Linked DNA regions of Rattus norvegicus: region 2 is linked to region 1. The links are chromatin contacts, called in public Hi-C maps. All regions are on one chromosome and are shown on one strand. The core of a region is the stretch at or near the end of the contact, and the rest is flanking DNA. Distances in the headings are between cores, read along the strand shown. Region 1 has its middle 130 kb from the start of Csnk1g3. Region 2 has its middle 190 kb from the start of Rpl15l3.

Region 1 (4,082 bases), core at 555-3,054:
CTGGGACAAACAAATGAAGCACAAATCTGTCATAGCTCTCAGTTGTTCCAAGCATAGGGAGGTTCTGTAGGCTGAAGGATTTAATTGACCTTAAAGTTGCTTCAGAACTTAGGATAGTCCCAAAATATTATGGCAGGTAGGAACCCCTTAATCATTTCAACATTTTTCTCTTCGCCTAACACCAGATCAAACCACTAACAAATCTTCGCTTCCTTCCCTTTTCTGAGGCGTTTTTGCTCTGCCTTAAATGAGTCCCAGATGAGCACAATGGAGTAGGCTTTGCCACAGTAAGATGAGGTTCCCCAAATCAGGAGGCCCAGGATACAGAATCAAGTTCCCGGAGCCTGACTTTGATTGGTCTGGACTAACAAGAGACCCCAGGATTCATGAACACGTGTGGCTGTGCGCATACATGCACACACCCACACACCCTCGGAGCTGGGGGAAGGGCTGCGTTAACCCTCCTGGCTTGCTTCTACTTTGCAGTTGGCGTTTGTATGAATTCTTAGTTTCTTTCATGGCCAGTGGGGAAGACTTTGCTGTAGGAGTCCATTTTAGAGCACCAAGGAAATTGAAAACTAAGATCCCCCCTCCAAAGGGATACCCACTCTTTGCAGCTGTCACGTAAGCATCCCTTGCCATGCTGGTGGCTTTCACAGGCTCCACAGACAGTCTCTGCTCCAGCCTGGAAGATCTGCCAAGGACCTTAGGTCCTTTTCCCTATTGATTTCAGTCTGAGACTGAACATATCAACAATTATGCCTGTCAAATCAAGATTTAAACTTCCCATACAAGTTTGAAAATAGTCCCCTGTTGTCCTCGGGCCATCTGGAGTCGGGTCCGCTGAATACATTTTCATATGTGTACAATCAAGCCCAGGGGTTGACTGTAGCAGCACCATTTTAAGGTTTCTTTCCTAGGGGATGAAACCAGGTAAGTCCACATAAGATGTGGAAGTGTGCTTCATTAGAAAAGAAACAGTAGATTTTGTAGCAATAGATATTGTGCCCATGTGACTTGGGAACACTTATACAAAACTCATGTATAAAACTAATATATGATCCAATGAGTATACACTCGTACATATATATAATATATATATTCACACACTTATGTAAATGGAAGCCTGTAAGACTTAAGCAACTGCCCCATTACATACTATATTCTGCTATTTTCTTACCGTGGATTCACCTTCTCTAAGGTTTCTACAGTAATCTTGAATTACCTTTGTTATAAAGACATTTTTTTAAGCTAGCATGAGATGAGCTATAGGAAAAATATGTGTGGAACATAAGTCTCCCTCACACAGGCCCAGAATACCCAAGTATATATAAACAGAAGGAAATGTACAATTGTGTGTGAGTAAATATATACAAAGCCCAGGAAAAACAGAGTTGAGCTTGCAAAAACAGCAGCCCCGGAGTCTCCGCCCCCAGAATATGTATACACAGCCTGGAAGGTATTTATCTAAGCTGGCCGCTGAGGCTCCCCGTGTTACTTTCTTACCACTAGGGCAGCCCTGGCGGCCGGGCAGTGCTTCCCTTACAACCCGGCTGCTGCTGCGTGTCTTCACCTTGCTCTGACACAGAAAATGGCAATGAATCACAGGAATCTTCTTCCCCAGCGGCTCAAAATAACAGAAGAGCCGCCCAAAGTTTTCCAAGTGCCGTTATTTTTTAAGACAAACGGAGGCCAGGAGAGGAGAGGGGCTGGTTAAAAAACAAACAAAACCCTATTCCCTTCTTTCCAGCCAAAAGCACTAACCGGTAACTGTCTTGTAAATCTCTCCCAATTTGCTCCATGTAAATCTCAAACAGGAGTCTAGGCGGCCCTCCCTCAGAGGGCGCTTGGCGGCTTGTTTTTGGGATCCTTATTGGCAGATTTTTCTCTGCAGGAAGTGTCTCCACTTCAGCTCCATTCTTTTGGGGGTACAAAAGGGTATTTCAAAAGGCAGAGACGCTTTTTATATTAAAAAATAAAAAGACTTTAGTTCAGATCATAATTATATTCTCACAAAGAAGTTGAGAAATGAGATTTTTCTTTTCTTTTCTTTTCTTTTTTTTTGGTAGATCAATGGCTCTGTGCAAGCAACAGCTCATGAATAAATCTCTTTTTAAAGATCTAAAATATATCACAAGCTCATTATTAAAAATATATTCAAATAGCTGAGTCTGTGGCTTTAAGGGGAACACGGTGGTGAGGAGGACTGAGCTAGAGTAGCACTCTCAAATGATAAATCTCTTTATGTTTTTAATTATTGGGAAAATACGTTTTGGTTAGATTAAAGTGAGATCTGTGAGATCACTTTTCCTGCAGATATTTCAACTGTAGCGAAATAATGCAACACTAATCTGTAAGACTTTCTCGGTAATAGATGTTTTTCCTCACTAAATCAATGCAAAGGCTAATTGGGGTGGAAGGCGACTATCTCTCGTGGTTATAAATACATTTGCATTGCCATCAATCTCTTCCACCACCAATGTTAAACGAGGCTGAACAACGTAAAGGAAAGATAAAAAAAAAAAAAAAAAAAAAAAAAAAACAAAGAGAAGTTCGGTGCTAGCACATAGTACACGCTGCCATCAAGTGGACACGCAGAGAGTTGTCCTAACAGCACTAAAGCTACCAACTACATTGCTAATACCTTTAAATTCACTGTGAATATTATTTGCACTTCGGCACATATTTTTTTTAAATCATAAACAGGGGCCAAATGCAGCTGCTAATTTTTTCTCAGCTGGCCCGCAGGTTACAGTAACCCACAGAGACTAAAAACAAAAACAACAACAACAATAATAACAAAATTCTACAAGCTGCCTAGTGATAAATGGTATGCCTGCATCTCAAGACTGTCTACTACGTTGTCATAGGCTGGTGACATCGACCATGGATGATTTAATAGTAAACTGTTGAACTCTATTTTCTGATATTAAAAATAAATTTCTGTGATGGTCTCAGCACCGAATTCAGACATTTGGTCTTTATGATTTTCACCATTGGTGGCGTAGACCTCTGAAGTAGGTAGGTCATGGTTGAGTGAAAAATGATCCCAACAAGATGTTAGAGTTTGGAAGGTGCAGGTTTCCAGCTTATTAAACAACTATGTGTCTCAAAGATTAGTTATCATATTAATTCACTCCTACTTTCCCTAGCAGGAAAGAAAAGTATGATACACAGGAAAGAATCATTAAAAGTAACACTTTGTAAATAGTTTATTTATTTTTATTTTACACATATGAGTATTTTGCCTGTGTATGTGTATGCCATGTGTGCCTGATGCCTGCAGAGACCTGAAGGGGACTTCTGATGCCCTAGAGCAAGCTGCCATGTGGCTTCTGGGAATGGAGCCCAGGTCCTTTGCAAAAGCAGCAAACGCGCTTAATCTCCAAGTCACCTCCCCAGAGCCCATGCAATACTTCTTAGTCAACAGACTTTAACGGTCTTCTTGAAAAATTAGTTGTTTCTTTCATTTACATAATGGCAGATACAGAAGCATTGAACCCACACTAGAAGGCTTTCTCAAGGACATGCTAAATGGCACAGGTAATTAAACAGCACAGCATTGCTCAGTGAACACTTTAGATATTCGTTCTGTCATCTGGAGAATTTTAGGAAGATGAGCAGGTTATGAAGTTCCCAGACGGGATGTGTCAAAGGATAGTCAACAGACCACCCACAAGGAAGTCCCTCAAAATCAGAATCTTACGTGTTCTCTTGCTTCTAGATAGAAGTAAGAATTTCCTGAAGACACACACCAGGCATGTAAATCCCCACACAATCCCTTGAGAAAATGTCTATAAGTTTATAGTTTAAAGAACTACTTCAGCTGAGTGAGAAACTGAGTGGAGTACTTTTCTTACCATTCCAAAGCTAGGACGAAAACAAGGGAGCCTTCCTCGGCCCTGGGGCCAACTCCATGATCCTACCCAATGCTGATGCTGTAATGTCCCCTTTAAGGTTTTGGCTGTAGCCTGTAGTTTTTGCTACCCTGCTTTAAGCTTCAGGTGGACCTCACTACCAACCCATCCAGGTTCCCTCAGATCCAGAGATGAAACACACACATACACACACACACAGAAGCT
Region 2 (4,082 bases), core at 554-3,053, 650 kb before region 1:
GATTGATTTTTGGTATCATTTTAATTGTACCAATGGGTGCCATACCCTGTTAAGATAAGTCATCTCAACCTGGACTCAAGTCTTTCTTCTAACGCTAAATAAGATGTTCACGTCTATACTCTCTAAGTTGGAAAATGCACTATTTTGTCACTAACGTGTAGTGCGGAACTTATTCTATGTGGTCAGCAGCAAATTAGCAACTTTGGTCTCTCGTGCAGTTGGAGACACGCAGAGACACAGGTGACGTAGGCACCGCCAGCTCCCTTGGACATTCTGCTGCTAAAAAACATTTTTAGCCCCAAGTCATAAAAATGACAGCCCGTTGGCCTACATGGAATTAAATCCTGACATTTTACTGAGGAAAATCTCCTTCTGACAGCAGTAAATCCAGTGCCTTCACCCCTTTTAAGTGAAGACAACTGAATGTTTAACTGAGCAATCCAATAATACATTTCAGAGACTTGGCTGAGAAATTATGAAAATTCTACTATTTCTCTTAAAAGTACATCACCTCATTGTTAGTCATTGTGGTAGCCATACCAGAACTCAGAGGGTAACTCTGACTGACTCATTCACAGAATTCCACAGAGAAAATAACTTCTTTTGTTGACGAAAAGTCTATTAAGAACTTCATTCCATCATCAAGTTCTGGCTAGTTGATGTCGGCATGAGGTGCCCAATAGGGATTAGAAATAATGCTCTTTAATTCTCTGGGGAGATTTTGCTTAAGTATTCACACCAGCACTGAGTTTGTACTGCCATGAATAGCGTTGAAACACACACATTGTCCCCATGGAGGATAAAGAAAGCTAGAACATTCAAAGGAAGGTTTCTGGAAATCCTCTGATCCGGACCCAGACTTCTGTGGCTTAAACACATGAAAATCCTGTTCTCATTTCTGTTCCCAAACACACAAGCATGAGTATAGCCTTCAAGCCACTTCTGTAGACAGAATCACAGTCTTAGGTAACTTTCATACTTACTGTTTCTCAAAATACAGTTACTCCAATTCACAGCTGAATTCCCTTTAAATTTTCTTGTATTTATTTTGGCAGTTCTTTAAATAGAGAGCAAAGGCCTGCTTGTGACCTCTACAATGCTCAACACATTTATGGAGTAAGTGTATTTTGCATAACTTCAGTAAAAGAGGATTAGGTAAGCTGTGCGGGTTATGAAGGCAGTAATGAGTTATTTGAAGCTTACAGTTTTGATACAAAATTGTTGGTAAAAACAAAAAACAAAACAAAACAAAAAAACCAGATGACCATAACCATGGAGAAGTGACCTACCCCCATGGCTGCCCCGCTGGGGAACTTGGCTCAGGACTTTAGGTACTGTTTAGTTCTTCTCTAAAAATTCTCTTAAATCCCATCTTTCCCTTTGGCACATTTTCTGGTTCCATCAAAATATGCTGAGTAGTTTCCAGGGTGGTGGGGGTACATGGGAATATATGTCATTTCCTCTTTTCTACCACCCTTTTGGACAATGGATATTTTCCCATTAAGCTCTAGGTGGTGACTCAATAGACAAACCAGAACGTCTCATTGAAGACAGAGAGTCCTGAGGTGGTGTCAGTGGCTTTGCCCCCACCTCTCTTGCCGTGCACAGCTGGTGACTGCTTTTGCCCTGCCACCATTTTTTTCCAACATGTGTATGGCATTAGAGACTTATGAGGTCATTTCAACTAGTGTTCTATTCAGATTTTTTTTTCTTATCTGTGACAAACTCCTGGTTCAGGAAAGTCCTCTGTAAAGTGCCAACATCTGCTAATCTCCATGGTAACTTTGGGTGACAGCCACAGGTATTGTTGCCTGGATCAGAATAATCAAAGTGGATTTGCATATGTAAAAGTCAGTGAGCTTGTGAGCACAGATCAGTAGTGACCCAAGGTCAACCAGGCAGCAACCACACATGCAGACCTTCAACTCAAACCATGAGCCTTGAGGATTTAGTGTTGAATTAGATGTGTCTGTATCTTTCCCCTACTATTTCCACTTGAAAATAAATATTCCCACTAAAGGTCTTGCCAATATGTCCTAACGTGCTCCCAATCTCTCTGGCTTAGATTCCTGTTGGAATCCAAAAGAACAAAGTGAATAGAACAGGTGCCCCTGTCTCTCAGTTGTGGCTTTGGGCAGTGGGGTGAGGTGGGCACAAACACGAGACACAACTGTATTCAGTACCACCCAGTACTGCTCTCCCTGCCAGTACTGTGATGGCAGAGGAGAGCTGTCAACATGGAACTGGTCCAGGCATTGTCTGGTTGAAAAGGTCACTGCCGCAAAAGAGCAATTAGCGGGCCCTGCTGCCCTGGAGGTTTTGGCTTAGGAAATATCCCAGAAACACAGTGCTTGGATCAACCAGTTTTACAATCTGCTTGTCATAAACCCTTTTGTCAGGAATCTGCCTTGAATCAGAACTGATAATGCTTCCCACAGTGGCAAAATAAATGCAAGTTTTGAAGCTGGAGAAATGGCTGGTCGGTTACGAGCACTTGCTTCCTTTTCAGAAGACTGAGGTTCAGTTACCAACACCCAAGCCAAGTGGCTCTAAGTACATCTACGGGGGCGGGGGGGCTATATTCCCTCTTCTGGTTTATTTAAACACTGAACTACATGGTACACATACAGATAAGTACACACACACACTCACACACACACACACACACACACACACACATCCACATTAAAACAAGCAGACAAACGAATATTTGCAAGTGTCTATAGAATATATAGAGGGGCTATTGGTTTGCTGGTAGCATGATTGTATGGACAAACAGTAGGCGCCATGGTGGCGAAACTTCCCTAGAAGCCTTTTTAGTATTTGAGAATGACTTCGGCAGCCTCAGAGTTCAGCACAAAGCATTGCTGTCTCCTAAATGTGAATCTAGAGGAAAAATGGAAGTTAGGAATGCCAGGGTTAAGCTGCCTGTGCTATTAAGACTTTCCCTGAGATCAGTTGCTTTATTAGAGATTGTTCTTAAGAGTCATTCATTTCAAACCCTAAGCTTCAAGGTACATAATACGTAGGATGTGGAAACAGGAAAGAAGTGGGAACAAGCTTGGCAGTATGGGTAAGGGGTATGCTAAGTTGGACTGTAGAAGGAGAAGGGGGGGAGAGGCAAGGACCACAGCTTGCCTGGGCTCTCAACCTAGGCTACCCTTAGCCCTCAGCTTAGCTGATCCCACACTGTAGAAGTAGAAAGGACTCGGAACAGCTCTTCTGAACCTAGAGTTTTAACCCTGAAGGGAGTTGACCCACAGCAGCCTGGTAGAAACTCCATTTCGTTGCCAGGTTCAGTCAAATCCAGAGAAAGAAAGGAGCTGGTTCTCAACCTTATCATCTGCAAAGGTGAGATTTGGTTTTCTGTTGCAGACAAAGCCCTGAAATTGCATCTGACACAAGAAGCTCCACACAGTGAATCAGGAAGCTGTGACATGAGATCAAATCTGCTCCTCCTGTCGTAACGTCAGATTAGAAAGAAAGGTGACTGAGCTCTCTGTGAGGATTGAGGCAGCTGCGTGTTCCTTCTCTCTTCAGGGTGGCTTCATAGCATCATAGCAGGCCCGGCTGTACAGATTCAGGCTTGGCATTTTGCCGCCCAGGTTCATGGTCCTCCTGAGGTCAGACGCTATAAACACATTCAGGAACTCTCTTAAACTTGCAGCAGGCCATCTCTGGGGAAGCCTATTTTAATATTCCTCTGTATTTCTCTGTATAAATGTATGTCAGATTCTGTTTAGATATGAAGTTTCCACATTTGATTCTACATCCCACCTGTGCAGGTTTGCGGAGACCTTTTTTTCCCACAGGATGCTTTTGCTTGGTTCCAGTGGTCAAGAATATGGGAGGCATGCTGAGAAGGGCAGAGCTAATGAGGGGGCTGGTGGGCTCACAGAGCTGGTCATACTGGGCAGCACATGTGCCAGGATGGGAGGAAATAGAGGATCATGAAAATCCCTCTGATATCCTGTAGTGCCCTATGCCCATCTCTGACTGGTACCAAGTAAGAGGATACCATAAGACTTCAGAAAATCCTAGGGTGCTCAGACGTTGAAGGTACATTTATCTGTTCTGATCTT

The links. Hi-C and Micro-C count contacts between places; a contact is called where the count stands out from the background.
Region 2: a contact with region 1 is called in a Hi-C map of the Rat2 cell line, with 3 times the contacts expected there. The contact joins two enhancer-like sites. A contact is called at or near these places in 2 of 12 Hi-C or Micro-C datasets (the Rat2 cell line and mammary epithelial cells).

Annotation. Positions count from the first base shown.
Region 1 is chr18:49,622,518-49,626,599 of GRCr8, reverse strand. No RefSeq gene overlaps it. Among named protein-coding and RNA genes, the nearest start is that of Csnk1g3, 130 kb to the right of the region's middle. Within about 2 kb of position 1,804, at least 23 of the 93 cell types and tissues checked have an H3K27ac peak or open chromatin away from gene starts, as enhancers often do.
Region 2 is chr18:50,273,877-50,277,958 of GRCr8, reverse strand. No RefSeq gene overlaps it. Among named protein-coding and RNA genes, the nearest start is that of Rpl15l3, 190 kb to the left of the region's middle. Within about 2 kb of position 1,803, at least 44 of the 93 cell types and tissues checked have an H3K27ac peak or open chromatin away from gene starts, as enhancers often do.